2 separate regions of the Mus musculus genome follow, and region 2 is linked to region 1. A link is a contact called in public Hi-C data. All regions are on one chromosome and are shown on one strand. Each heading gives the region's core, a stretch centred on a gene start, on an enhancer-like site or on the middle of the called end of the contact. The rest is flanking DNA. Distances are from core to core; before and after follow the strand shown. Region 1 has its middle 23 kb from the start of Gm29243. Region 2 has its middle 15 kb from the start of Gm33831.

Region 1 (5,799 bases), core at 2,030-4,529:
CAAATATGGACTTAATATGCTTTAGAGAAAGTTCTTTTCAGTAAAGTGGGGACTAAAGATGTGACTTTTGCCTGATATACATGAAACACTGCATTTGATTCCCAACACTGGAAAGAAGGGAGGGAGGAAGGAAGGGAGCAGGGAAGGAGGGAGGGAAGATAGAAGGAAGATGTGGGAGAGAGGATATGAAAGGTTAAATAGCAGATTAGATTGAATTGAAGAAAGAATTAGCTAAACACAAGACAGATATCTTGGTTAGTGTTTCCCTTGAAGCCAGTTTTGATGAGGGAACTGGAGCAAGGAATTTACATGGCTTTCCTCTGTTCACACAGTTACTATGACATATGTAGTAAAACTAGAAAGAACTGAAGTCAAATTAGTGGTTGTCTCTAAAAAGGATTTAGGGTTAGAGGGGTGACATCATGCTCTTCTAGAGTACCCAGGATCAGTACCCAGAACCCATGGTGGCTTACAGCTGCCTGTAACAGCTCCTGAGAATCTGACATCCTCTTCGGGCTTCTGCAGACACCTATACCCACACATGGCATGCATCATTCACACAGACACACACATACATATCATTCTTTCCAAAAGCTTCAAGCATCCTGGAAACATTCTTTTCATGCAGGGAGATGCATGCATCTTAATTTATTACTATTACTTAAATGTGGTGTTATATGCTTTCTTTCGTATGTATGATATGTCTTATAATGTTATCAAAAAGGAAGGCGTAACATAAGCAAACATTAAGAGGTAAAATGAGGGGTGGCTCAGCAGATGAAGGGACCTGCCACAAAAGCCTGACGATGTGAGCTTGATCACCAGAACCCACACTAAGGCGAGATGGGAGGACCCACTCCACCTGTCCTCTGCAAGCACACCATGGTATATACACTCACAACCACAAGCACACACACACACACACACACACACACACACATACACAGTAATTATTATTTTTAAAAGAGGTGAAAGAGAACTTAATGAAATAGTTTATTAGAATCAAAAGTATACAAAAAGAATTCCAATTCATGGGCATATAGCAATATTTCAATCTTGTATAAAAGCCTTACAACTAGGAAAGGACAGCAAAGAAACCTATAACTGACAGAGACACACAGAAGCACACACTAGCTGGTGCTAGAAAGACAGGAATGTTTGCTTCGTGTTTAACGGAAGAGTGGTGAGTGATCTCAGACTCTGGAGTAAGACACGGTCTTGACTTGAGTAATTCCCTGTTTGTGAGACCAGGGATCACTTGTTTCATCTTCATTTCCTCCCGGGTATGACAAAGACCTGAAGTGTGTTGTGAGGTTAAAACAGACGATGTATATAACAACAGGGTGCCCAGCTTATGTTAATAGTACATCTACAAATGTTGGTGGTGTTAGTGGAGCAAACACTGGCTCCTTTCTTCATTTGGAGGCATCTACTCTTGTTTTAAGTGGACCCACACCTCTCTAAATAGAAGCCTACAGCCCCAGCCAAGATAATGAATTCACCCCTGTGACTTTGGGCAGAGTCACAGGGAAGAAGGCATCACCTTCATTGACACTTGACATGCTAGCTACAAGTGTGTAGGCTAGAGCCTAGGAACCAGCCTTGGAGCCATAAAGTAAAGGCTGCCTGAAAGTGAAGTCAAAGCAGGAAACAGCAGAGAGAGATGGGGGAGAAGGAGGAGGAGGAAAAGGAAGAGGAGGAGGAGGGAGGGAGAGAAGAAGGGAAAGAGGGAGGGAGGAACAGATAGAAACAGACAGAGATACACAGAGAGACCTGTGACATCCTTAAATCCAGCCACATCTAGAGAGATCTAGACTTCAAATATATTTCTGTCTCTTCCAAAACTCCTATCTAATGAATGAGTTAACACAGAAAAAAAAAAACCATAGTGAGCCAATTAGCTACTTTTATACTATAAATACACCTTCCATTTCTGTTGTATGCCTTCTTGTTAATTATTTTGCCATTGTTTTTCTATTTTAACTAAGAACTACACCTACCTGCCCCCTTCTCCATGGGGTATTCATTCCATGACCTTCCCCCCCCCCCGTGGATGGTTGAAACTGCAGATAGTATCAGACTCTGTGTATACTGCTTCCTCCTATACATACCTGCCAGGGATGAAATTAAAGTATGCATCAGGCACAGTAAGAGACAGTACAATATAACAAAAAAAAAATGGGGTGATTATAATTATATACTACAGTAAAATTACCAGCATCACAACTCTTATGGGGCCATTGCTAAGTAAATGAATAAGCGTTACTTCAACACAAGCATACGTTACCATGACGGTAAGTCAACCTGATAACCAAGAGGGCTGTACGTGACTAATAGGATGAATTTATATGCTGTGGGGATGCTGGGCCACAGAATGAGTCAAGTCTCTGGCAGAAAGCAGGACAGCCCCGGATTTCACCATTTTCGTTAGTAAATTGTGTTCCTTCACAACTTCATACATGTGCACTATGCATACTGATCAGTTTCTACACACACACACACACACACACACACACACACACACGTGTACCAATGGCTATTCAATTGGCTACCATGCCTTCTTCTCTCTCGGAATCTGTTGGTTGCCAATAAATGGTAAGAGCCTACAAATCCTTTCCCTCCACAGCTGACTGTTAGGACCTGACTTTCGTGGACCCAGTGCCACAGCTACTGTGAGTCTGTGGTCACCGTTGGTTCTTGCTTGTGTTGCTTAGACGATGGTATCTCACAGCCCTCCCCCATCTTTCAGCTCTTAATGGCTTCTTTCCCCCTTTCAGCAGTGTCCCCTGAGGGTGGGAGGAACTCTTGTCTAGAGCCCAGCCCTTTGTCCTCTAGGGACCCTCTAGGACACCCATGGGTTCTTGTGCTTCACTCCAGTCACTGAAAGGAAAGGCTTTTCTGTTTAAGGCTGAGGGTAGCCTTGGTCTGTGGCTATAAACGGGTATTTAGGGGTTAGTTTGATGCTATATCCATCTACTTTTTAGGCTAAAAACATGTGTAGAAGAATAAACATTTTTCTCCCTTATTTCTTGGATTATGCTTTTGCATTTCTGGTTGGATTATTTTTTCCCCTGCAGATTAATTATTATTCCAAGAACTGGGATCTCCAAAACATGTCACACAGCAGCCAGCACACCGCTTCTGATAGCCTATTCCTGGACGCCGTGCAGTTCAGCCGTTTTCACAACTGTTGTTTCTACACGAATTCTCTTCCTCCATGGCTTCGAATGCATCATTTGCTGCCTCCACCCTAGTATCTGTTAGCTGTTATATTTAGCTTTATGGAGTCTTTTCCTGGGCTTTTCACATATTTTTCCCATAAAAGCTCCCTCTTCTTCTACAGAGGAAATATCCCCTTATAATTTTTTTTTCACATTTGGAGCAGATATTTTCTAAAATGGTTCTCTGATTCATACAGCAGATCTATTTTAGATGCAGGCAATCTTCCTGAGTCATCAGAACAGAATAGCATAAATGTGCAGATCTCAAGGTTCAAATCCCAGCCTTGTCACTTATGAGTTCTGTATGCTTGCATAATGTTCTTAAAGGCTGGAAAAGGGTACTCTGTGTCTGGGCTGGTGGCTTTTTGTCAGCTTGGCACAAAGGAGAGCCACCTGGGAATTGTCACCATCAGATTGACCTGTGATCACATCTCTGTTGTTTTTTATTTTTTTATTTTTTTCGGGGGAGGGGTGGGTTTCAAGAAAGGGTTTCTCTGTATAGCCCTGGCTGCCCTGGAACTCACTATGTAGACCAGGCTAGCCCTGCCTCTGCCTCCCAAGTGCTGGAATTAAAGGTGTGAGCCACCACTGCCCGGCTCTGAGATATTTTCTTGGTTGATGTTGAAAGGCCCAGTCCATCCCATCATGGGCAGTGGCATCCCTAAGCAGGGAAACTTGGGACACTCAGGAAAAGTAGCTGAGCAGTCTGGTAAACAGTGTTCCTCCATGGTCTCTGCTTCCGCTCCTGCCTCTGTGTTCCGCCTTAGCATTCCCCAAGGGTGGCTAAATCCTGTAAGCCAAGAGAATACTTGCCTGCCCTAAGTTGCTTTGGGCCATGGTATTTATCACGGTGACAGAAGAGCAAATGAGGCCCATGCCTCCCAGAGTCACTAGGCTAACACACGTAAAATGATCAGAGCCATTGCCGTATACAGGGTGCTGTCAATTTTTTAATAATAACCAAAACAACAGCCAACTCAACCTGTGCTACTGCATGTAATCCTAACACTGTCCACCTCCCCCTAGATTTTATTTGAGATGCACAGTTTCCCCTGGTTCTGCACAAGCTGGGATGAGGTCTTCCTTACAAAAGACAAGCCTGTCTCTTCCTGATTAAAACAGGCTTAAAACTGAAAAAAAAATTTTTTTCAGATATTACCTATGTAACCAAGATACAAGTACAGATGGATACTTGTTTACAGACAAGTAAACATGGATTATTTGATTCAATTTTACAATTCCTATTGCTGACAATCCTTCCAATATAGATAACAGAAGGCCAGACCCTGTAGGCCATCACCACTTGAAGGTCTACATAATAGAAATGTTCCCTGCAACACTAAATAGTGCTTTTAAACTCAAGATTCCATTCCTTTATCCCAATAACTCAAGTCTCATGCCCCCAACCCCTGCCCTGCCAGGCTGGCATAATTGGGGTAAAGAGGCCCACATTCTGCATGTGGGTAGAATGGATCTCATTGTACCAAAAAGACAAGCTGCAATTCTGCACAGCTTCCTCAGGGTGTCTGTGAAGTGTGCCGGGCAGCTAGTAACAGGCATGAAGGGAGCCCAGTTGGCTGCATGGCTGATAGTCCTTCACTCCAGACAGTCAAGGCACCAGAACAGGGTCTAACAGTTGTCAATTTAGGGAGGCAGATTCCCCAAATCTAAATTTAAACAACAACAACAAAAATGTCCATTAAAAAGAGGCACTTACTCCAGAGCTTTCAGTTCTACTGAACTTCTACACAGGGATGAGGACCAACTCCAACTGTGCTGAGACTCAATGAAAAATCCAGAGAACTGGGAAATTGCTGGGAGGTAAGGCTGCCCACCATTGGCAATTGGTTGAAAGGGAAAGTCAGTCTAGAAATTGCCCCAGGGGTGGGGCAGGTCTACTTGGTGCAAACCTGAAGACATGGAATCTTTTTGTCAGCTTACATGGGGTCTGAAATTGAAGATGAACTCTTTGTATTTCTTTCAGTCCATTATTCAGCAGAGTCTCTAAGTGGATCAGGGATCACTGCTCTAAGTAATTACTGTAACCAATCATCATGCCGCAGCCAGGAAGGGTCAAGGAGAAGACGAGCTGGTGAGCCACGTTCTGCTCCGTGAGCCACATTCCACTCCCATCTCCTTTCATGGAAATCCATCCTTCTCGTTCATTCATTTAATAAGCATCTGCAATTGAATTTACTCTGCCACCTGCTGCTCTTCTAGGAAGACCTTCTGGGCTCATTAAGAAAGTAGCTAACAGAATGGAAGGGGTGAGACTGGGGCATACACATAAATGCAAAGGTCAGAGGACACATTCAGGAGTCAGCTCTCTCCTACTGTGGCTTCCAGGTATCAAACTCAGGTCCTCAAGATTTTGTACCAAAAGCTTTTTTTTTTTTTTTTTTTTTTTTTTTGCCAGCTGAGCCATCTCAGTGATCCTTCACCAAGTCTTGCACATACACCAGGCTCTCTTGAAAGTCCTCCCTGGCCCGACTACCGATATTTTGTTTTTCTGTCACTGGAGGCAGACTACCTCACCATGACTTGTAGGAAGGTGATTCTCACACAGCCCTGATGGGTC
Region 2 (5,799 bases), core at 1,285-3,784, 130 kb before region 1:
TTCAGAACCCAGACACTTGACTGTGCACCAGGGTGTCTTAGAGACGATATAACCTGCCTGGAAATTCAATTATCTAGTAAGAAAAGGATGTTGTTGTCCCCTAGAAGTAGTGGCCACGATGGATCCAGCTCTACCACGTGAGTCCAGAAGGCCAGATGGGAAGAGAGGGGATAATAAGAGTTCACTGTGAAGGGGTCTATCTCAGGAGTCTCCAAGGACAGCAGTTGCCATGGCTGCACTTGTGTGTGCTAGATCATCAGAGTTCAAAAAAATGAGGTAATTCTATGTCACATGGTACCTGCACGCGGCTTCCGTCCCCACTCTGCACTCTGTGGATATGCAATCACAATGCGGTTTGCCATTTTATTTCAACAAATACGTGTCAGCATCTACTGTGCCCCAGGCACCAGAGCTATGAAAATGAGGGCGACCTGCCATGCCTTGTCTTAAGGCACCTACCTATCTGCGAGTGGGAGAAGAGATCCCCAATAAGAAAGTTCGAGTCATACTCTCTAACTGAGGAGGGAAAGACAAACATCCCAAACTGTTGAGTAATACAAACCCAGTAATTCAACCAGTTACTAAAAACATGTGTCAAGGGCAGAGGCATGTTATAGGTATTGATCAAGGATGGAGATGATGGAAGGGAATATCAATTAAAGGTCTTATTTGAAAGTGTCCCTTAAACCATGATTGGAAATAAGGTAGTGGCCAGGAGTTCTCATAATGACTCCCATCTCAAACTGTGACATCCAGGCAAAGAGCTTCTATGCTAAACAGAGCTGAGGAGTCCCCAACCTGGTGTGAAGGTCAAGCTGAACTATTTAAACGTCTCTCACAATCCATTCATAAACGATTTTAATATTCTTCACAGCATAGTAATTTTATAGACCAATAATAACTCTGTAAGTGGGGAACTGATAGGAAGAGGAGGGGAGGGGAGGGGAGGGGAGGGGGAGGAGAGTCTGGAGCTCAGAGATGTTAGGTGAATGGACTACAAGTACATTCCGTGAGAGGGCAGGGTCGCTTGGCCTGGTGGCATACAGTTCTGATCTCGCCTACTCAAGAAGCTGAGACTGAAGTATTAAAAATTCAAGGTCAGCCTAGGCTACAGAGTAAATACTAGACCATCCTAGGCAATTTAGAAAAAAATTCTATCAACTATAAAGTAAAGAGAGGGTGTGGGGGCCATGATTCGGCGCCAGTGTGAACAAAAACCCTAACGCTTTGAAAATATAAGGGCTCCATCTCAGGGTCCTGTCCACGGAGTCCACTGCTCCTCACAACAGGCCGCACTGTCTTGAAAATGGGATGATCATTATCTGAGCAGAAGAGGACTCATACTAACCCCCAGGAGATGGAGAACAGGTGTCAAAAGGGAAATTTGGGGAGAGGGCCATTCAGTGTTGTGACCTGCTTCAAAGGGCTAAGCTGCTAGGCCAGGGATGTATCCCCCACCTGAAGCGGGGTCCCCAGTACACCTAAGAGGGGAAGCTTTCGGAGCTTAGAGTAGGGCCAACCACAGGAAACCTGCACAAGAAATCCTAACCTCAATGGTCACATAGTCCCGGGGAACGATTTCTATCGAGGCTGGGTTCCACAAGGAACTTCCCGTTCTGGAGGACCCAGAAGTCGGCTCAGCAGGAGGTGGGACGGGATGCTCTTTTATGTATCCTCTGCTCTATTACAAAGCAAGGCCCCCTTCCCTCCCACTCCCACCCCACCCCAGCCATGCTGCTGCTCCAAAGGCTGCCCCAACCCATTGTCTCCTGGGCCACAGAATAGCACTTTCTGCCCACAAAGAAATGTAATTTACAGGCCACTTTCTCTTTAATCCACCAGAAAAAGGCAGGATGATGAGTCTGTGGGCAGAAATCCAATGTTACAAGGATTTCAACGGATGCAAATTGTTTCCTGGATAAGGGCTAATGACAGCTAATAGGCCGGTGCCGGGGGCTAGGCGGATGACCTAGCACCAGCTTCCTATTTCTGTCGGCCAAAATCGCAACTTCCATCTGCTATTTTCATCCTCCTCCCATGTTATTGTCACTGTGGCCACAGTTTCACACTCCTACTCCTCCCAAAGGACGTGAGCATGCTATTTTACATAGGAATACAAAAGCCTGAGCCTTCCCTCCAAGCTACTGGGAAATGAATCAGCACATGCCTCAGCTTCCTAGCCCACCTGAGTGGTCACGTGCGTGCGTGCGTGCGTGCGTGCGTCCATGCGTGCGTGCCTGCCTGCCTGCACTGCCCAATTTGGTTTGTTCAAAATGGAGTTGCTTGGAATGTATGAACTAGCAAGCCACTGAGTAATGGTGAATCACCCCTGGATGTTTTACCCAGGCCTCAGACAAGGAGCTGGCTCCCGTTGTAGCTTTTTGGGGGTCACTTAAATCCATCAGAGAGGAACGCACAGCCCCAAGCCTTGTGCTGAAGATGAAGCGCTGATCAAGAGCAAGATCAGCCGGGCACATAAAGACTACCAAGCATCCAAAAAGTGTTTCTGAGAGCTGACATCAGCCCACATGTTGGCAAAGCAGTAGAAAGTGTGGGAGTCAGGTGGCGAGGGAGGGGGTGCTCCAAGGATGTAGAAAAGACGCTAAAAATCCTTGTTTGACAAAGCAGGCTTGGGATGTGGTGGCAGAACACCACAGCCACACTGTCTTGGGCTAACTTAAGTTTTCTGTTTCTCCCATTATCCCGTTGCTGGTCTCCCCAGATGCTCTCCCACCCCCAGCCCTGCCTATCTCCAGCCCGGCTCTCATTAAGCTGCACAGCATACCTTTCTCGGGCTTCCTGACTCAATTTCCCCAGCATCATTCAGTCTGAGTCACAGGTTTTAATCACAAAGGCATTATGAAGTGTGCTTCTATTTCTATTCCCTCCGCTACGCTGTGACCATCTCAGGAGTAATGGGTTCTCGCCCATCTTTCTACCTGCTGTTATCCACGCAGAGCTTTAATGAATACCTCCTGGATAAATAAGGAGCGGCGAGGGACCAAGGAGAGGAGGAAAAATGGAAACTGGGGAAGGGAGGGAGAAAGCAAAGAAACAAGGAGGGCTGAGCTTATAGCTCAGCGAGATAATTGCGGAAACCATGTGATACAGGCTGGCTTGTACCAGGGAGAGCAAAGAGCAATTAAAATGTTTAATCTTCCTTGAATACTATTGATAAGGCTCTACATATGTGATTGACAAGGAAAACACAAAGACTTGCTAAGAGACTAAAAAAATGGGTTTTGAATGGGGTGATCTTGTTGCAGATAATAAGCTGCTTGCTGGCCCAGCTGCCTGCCTGCTCTGAGGTGTTGATGGCTTCTCCCTGCTGGTTAGAGAATCTAGGTAGAGAGAAAAACGGCCCTGCTGCTCACCGATCTGATCCCCTCCCCCAGGGAAGCAGGAAGACTTCCTCAGCCAAAGCTTCTGAAGGAGCTGACAGGCTTTCAAGAGCCCACCTCACCACTGGCCCCGAGACCTGCTCAGACCCTTTTAGGGAGATGCCAGAAGGAAAGGGGCAGACAGGAGGAGGCAGAGGAGGCCTACATGGGGGGGGTGGTGGTGTATCATTCCCTAACTTGTCAAATTTGCCTTTCCTCCCAACATCTATGAATCCATGCAGATGCTCTGACTAACCTGCTGAAGTGTCTGAGGAGAAGAAAGATTCCCTACCTCCTTGTTGATAACCAGGAAGCAAGAGTGTGGCTGAAGAGGAGGGGTAAGCCCCTAGAGCAGACTCACCACTCAACTTCCAACTCACACATGTCTATGGGAATTGGGGGACATGGTGAGTCACTTTATTTGTCAGCTTGGCCTGGGCCACAGGGTGTCCAGATAGTTGCTCAAACATTATTCTGGAAGCTGTTGTGAGAATTCATTAATTAAATTAGGTGGATGAGATTAACAGCTAACTCACTGTATTTGTTTTATGTGAGGGAATGGTCTATATGTTGTCTTAGTCAGGGTTTCTATTCCTGAACAAAACATCATGACCAAGAAGCAAGTCAGGGAGGAAAGGGTTTATTCAGCTTATGCTTAAACATTGCTGTTCATCACCAAAGGAAGTCAGGACAGGAACTCAAGCAGGTCAGGAACTTGGAGGCAGGAGCAGGTGCAGAGGCCATAGAATAATCTTCTTGTTTGCTTCCCCTGGCTTGCTCAACCTGCTTTCTTATAGAACCGAAGACTCCCAGCCTAGGGATGGCACCACCCACAATGGGCCTTCCCACTCTTGATCACTAATTGAGAAAATGTCCCACAGCTGGCTCTCATGGAGGCATTTCCTCAAGGGAGGCTCCTTTCTCTGTGATAACTACGCTTGTGTCAAGTTGACACCCTAAACTAGTGTGTGTGTGTATGTGTGTGTGTATACATATATATACTTATTTTTGAGAATTTCATATATGTACATAATATATATTGATCATATTTATCCCTGACTTCCCCATTCAAACTCCTCTTAGCCCCAACACATCTTCCTCCTGACTTCATGACTCTCTCCTCCTCCTCCTCCTCTCCTCCTCCTCCTCCTCCTCTCCTCTTCCCCTTCCATAAGCCATTGAGTCCAATTAGTGATGCTCATATGTAACAGGTGTGGAGCCATCTACTGTATCATGAGCAACCTACCAGTAGCCACTCAAAGGAATTCACTCTCTCCCCCAGAAGAAGCCATTAACTACCAATATCTCTTCAGCTAGGACTGGGGCCCAGTGAGTCTCCCCTCTCTGGTTTGGAATTTCTGCAGGTCTCATCTTGTGAAGACAGGTCTTGAATGAGTAATCAAAGCTTCTGTGAGTACTTGGGTGCAGAAGATATGTCACTGTATCCCTCCCTGTCTTCCAGGCCTTATATTTTTGTGTGCCCCTTCTTCTGCATGCCCCATGAACCTTGGTGGACTGGGGTGGGGGTGGGGGGTGATAAAGATGTCCTACTTAGGGACACTTATTTTCAGCACTTTAATGCTGAATCAGCCCCAGTTATGATTATCCACACTGAGCACTCTATACCACAAAAGAAAGATTCTCTGAGAGCAACACAATTCTCTGGGTATAAATGTAAATACTTAAGACAGCAGTTTTATAACAATATCATTTAACAGAACAATATAAGTCCCCCCACCAGGGTTTATGACTCACGGTCTTTTGACCAAGTTTCCACTACCAGGCATGAATTGTGTCCTGTGACTCAGGTTTCAAGTCCAATCAGAACTGGTTGGTTACCACCCAGACTGGGATGCCACGACTGCACTCTGTGCAGTCTTGGCATCGGTAAGAACGGTGCTGGGTAAGTTCGCTGATGTGTTTCCTTTCCCAGCAGCCTGCAGAGAACTATGAAAACTAGGAGCCAGGAATGAAGTCTCCCAGTCATGTCAAAAATCAACCAAAATATGTGAGGTCTTCAGCAATAAGGTCTTACCATCTCTATATGGCGGAAAACAGCCTGTACTATTTGGGGACCCTCAAGGGCTTCCCTGAATGGAGAGAGATGGAGTCTCAAAGTAGTTTTCATTTGCTTCTCCCTTGTGGCTAGCTTATAAAATATTCATTAGCCATTTGCATTTTCTGTTTTGAGAACTCTGTTTAGATCCACTGTGTGTGTGTGTGTGTGTGTGTATGTGTGTGTGTGTGTGTGTGTAAGTGTGCACACGTATGCAAGCATGCACATGTTTGAGTTGTTTGTTTTGTTGATATTTTGTTTCTTAAGTTCTTTGTATATTCTAGGTACTCGTCCTCTGTCAGATGTACAGCTGGCAAAGAGCTCTCTCCCATTCTGCAGGCTACCTTTTCATTCAATTGACTG

The links. Hi-C and Micro-C count contacts between places; a contact is called where the count stands out from the background.
Region 2: a contact with region 1 is called in a Hi-C map of cortical neurons, with 2.3 times the contacts expected there. The contact joins two enhancer-like sites. A contact is called at or near these places in 6 of 484 Hi-C or Micro-C datasets (bone marrow-derived macrophages, cortical neurons, embryonic fibroblasts and 3 more) and 1 of 115 datasets of contacts at active chromatin or transcription factors (differentiating embryonic stem cells).

The regions. Positions count from the first base shown.
Region 1 is chr8:34,237,116-34,242,914 of GRCm38.p6, reverse strand. No RefSeq gene overlaps it. Among named protein-coding and RNA genes, the nearest start is that of Gm29243, 23 kb to the right of the region's middle. Within about 2 kb of position 3,279, at least 6 of the 459 cell types and tissues checked have an H3K27ac peak or open chromatin away from gene starts, as enhancers often do. A contact at or near this core is called in cortical neurons, where this site is marked.
Region 2 is chr8:34,368,931-34,374,729 of GRCm38.p6, reverse strand. No RefSeq gene overlaps it. Among named protein-coding and RNA genes, the nearest start is that of Gm33831, 15 kb to the left of the region's middle. Within about 2 kb of position 2,534, at least 25 of the 459 cell types and tissues checked have an H3K27ac peak or open chromatin away from gene starts, as enhancers often do. A contact at or near this core is called in cortical neurons, where this site is marked.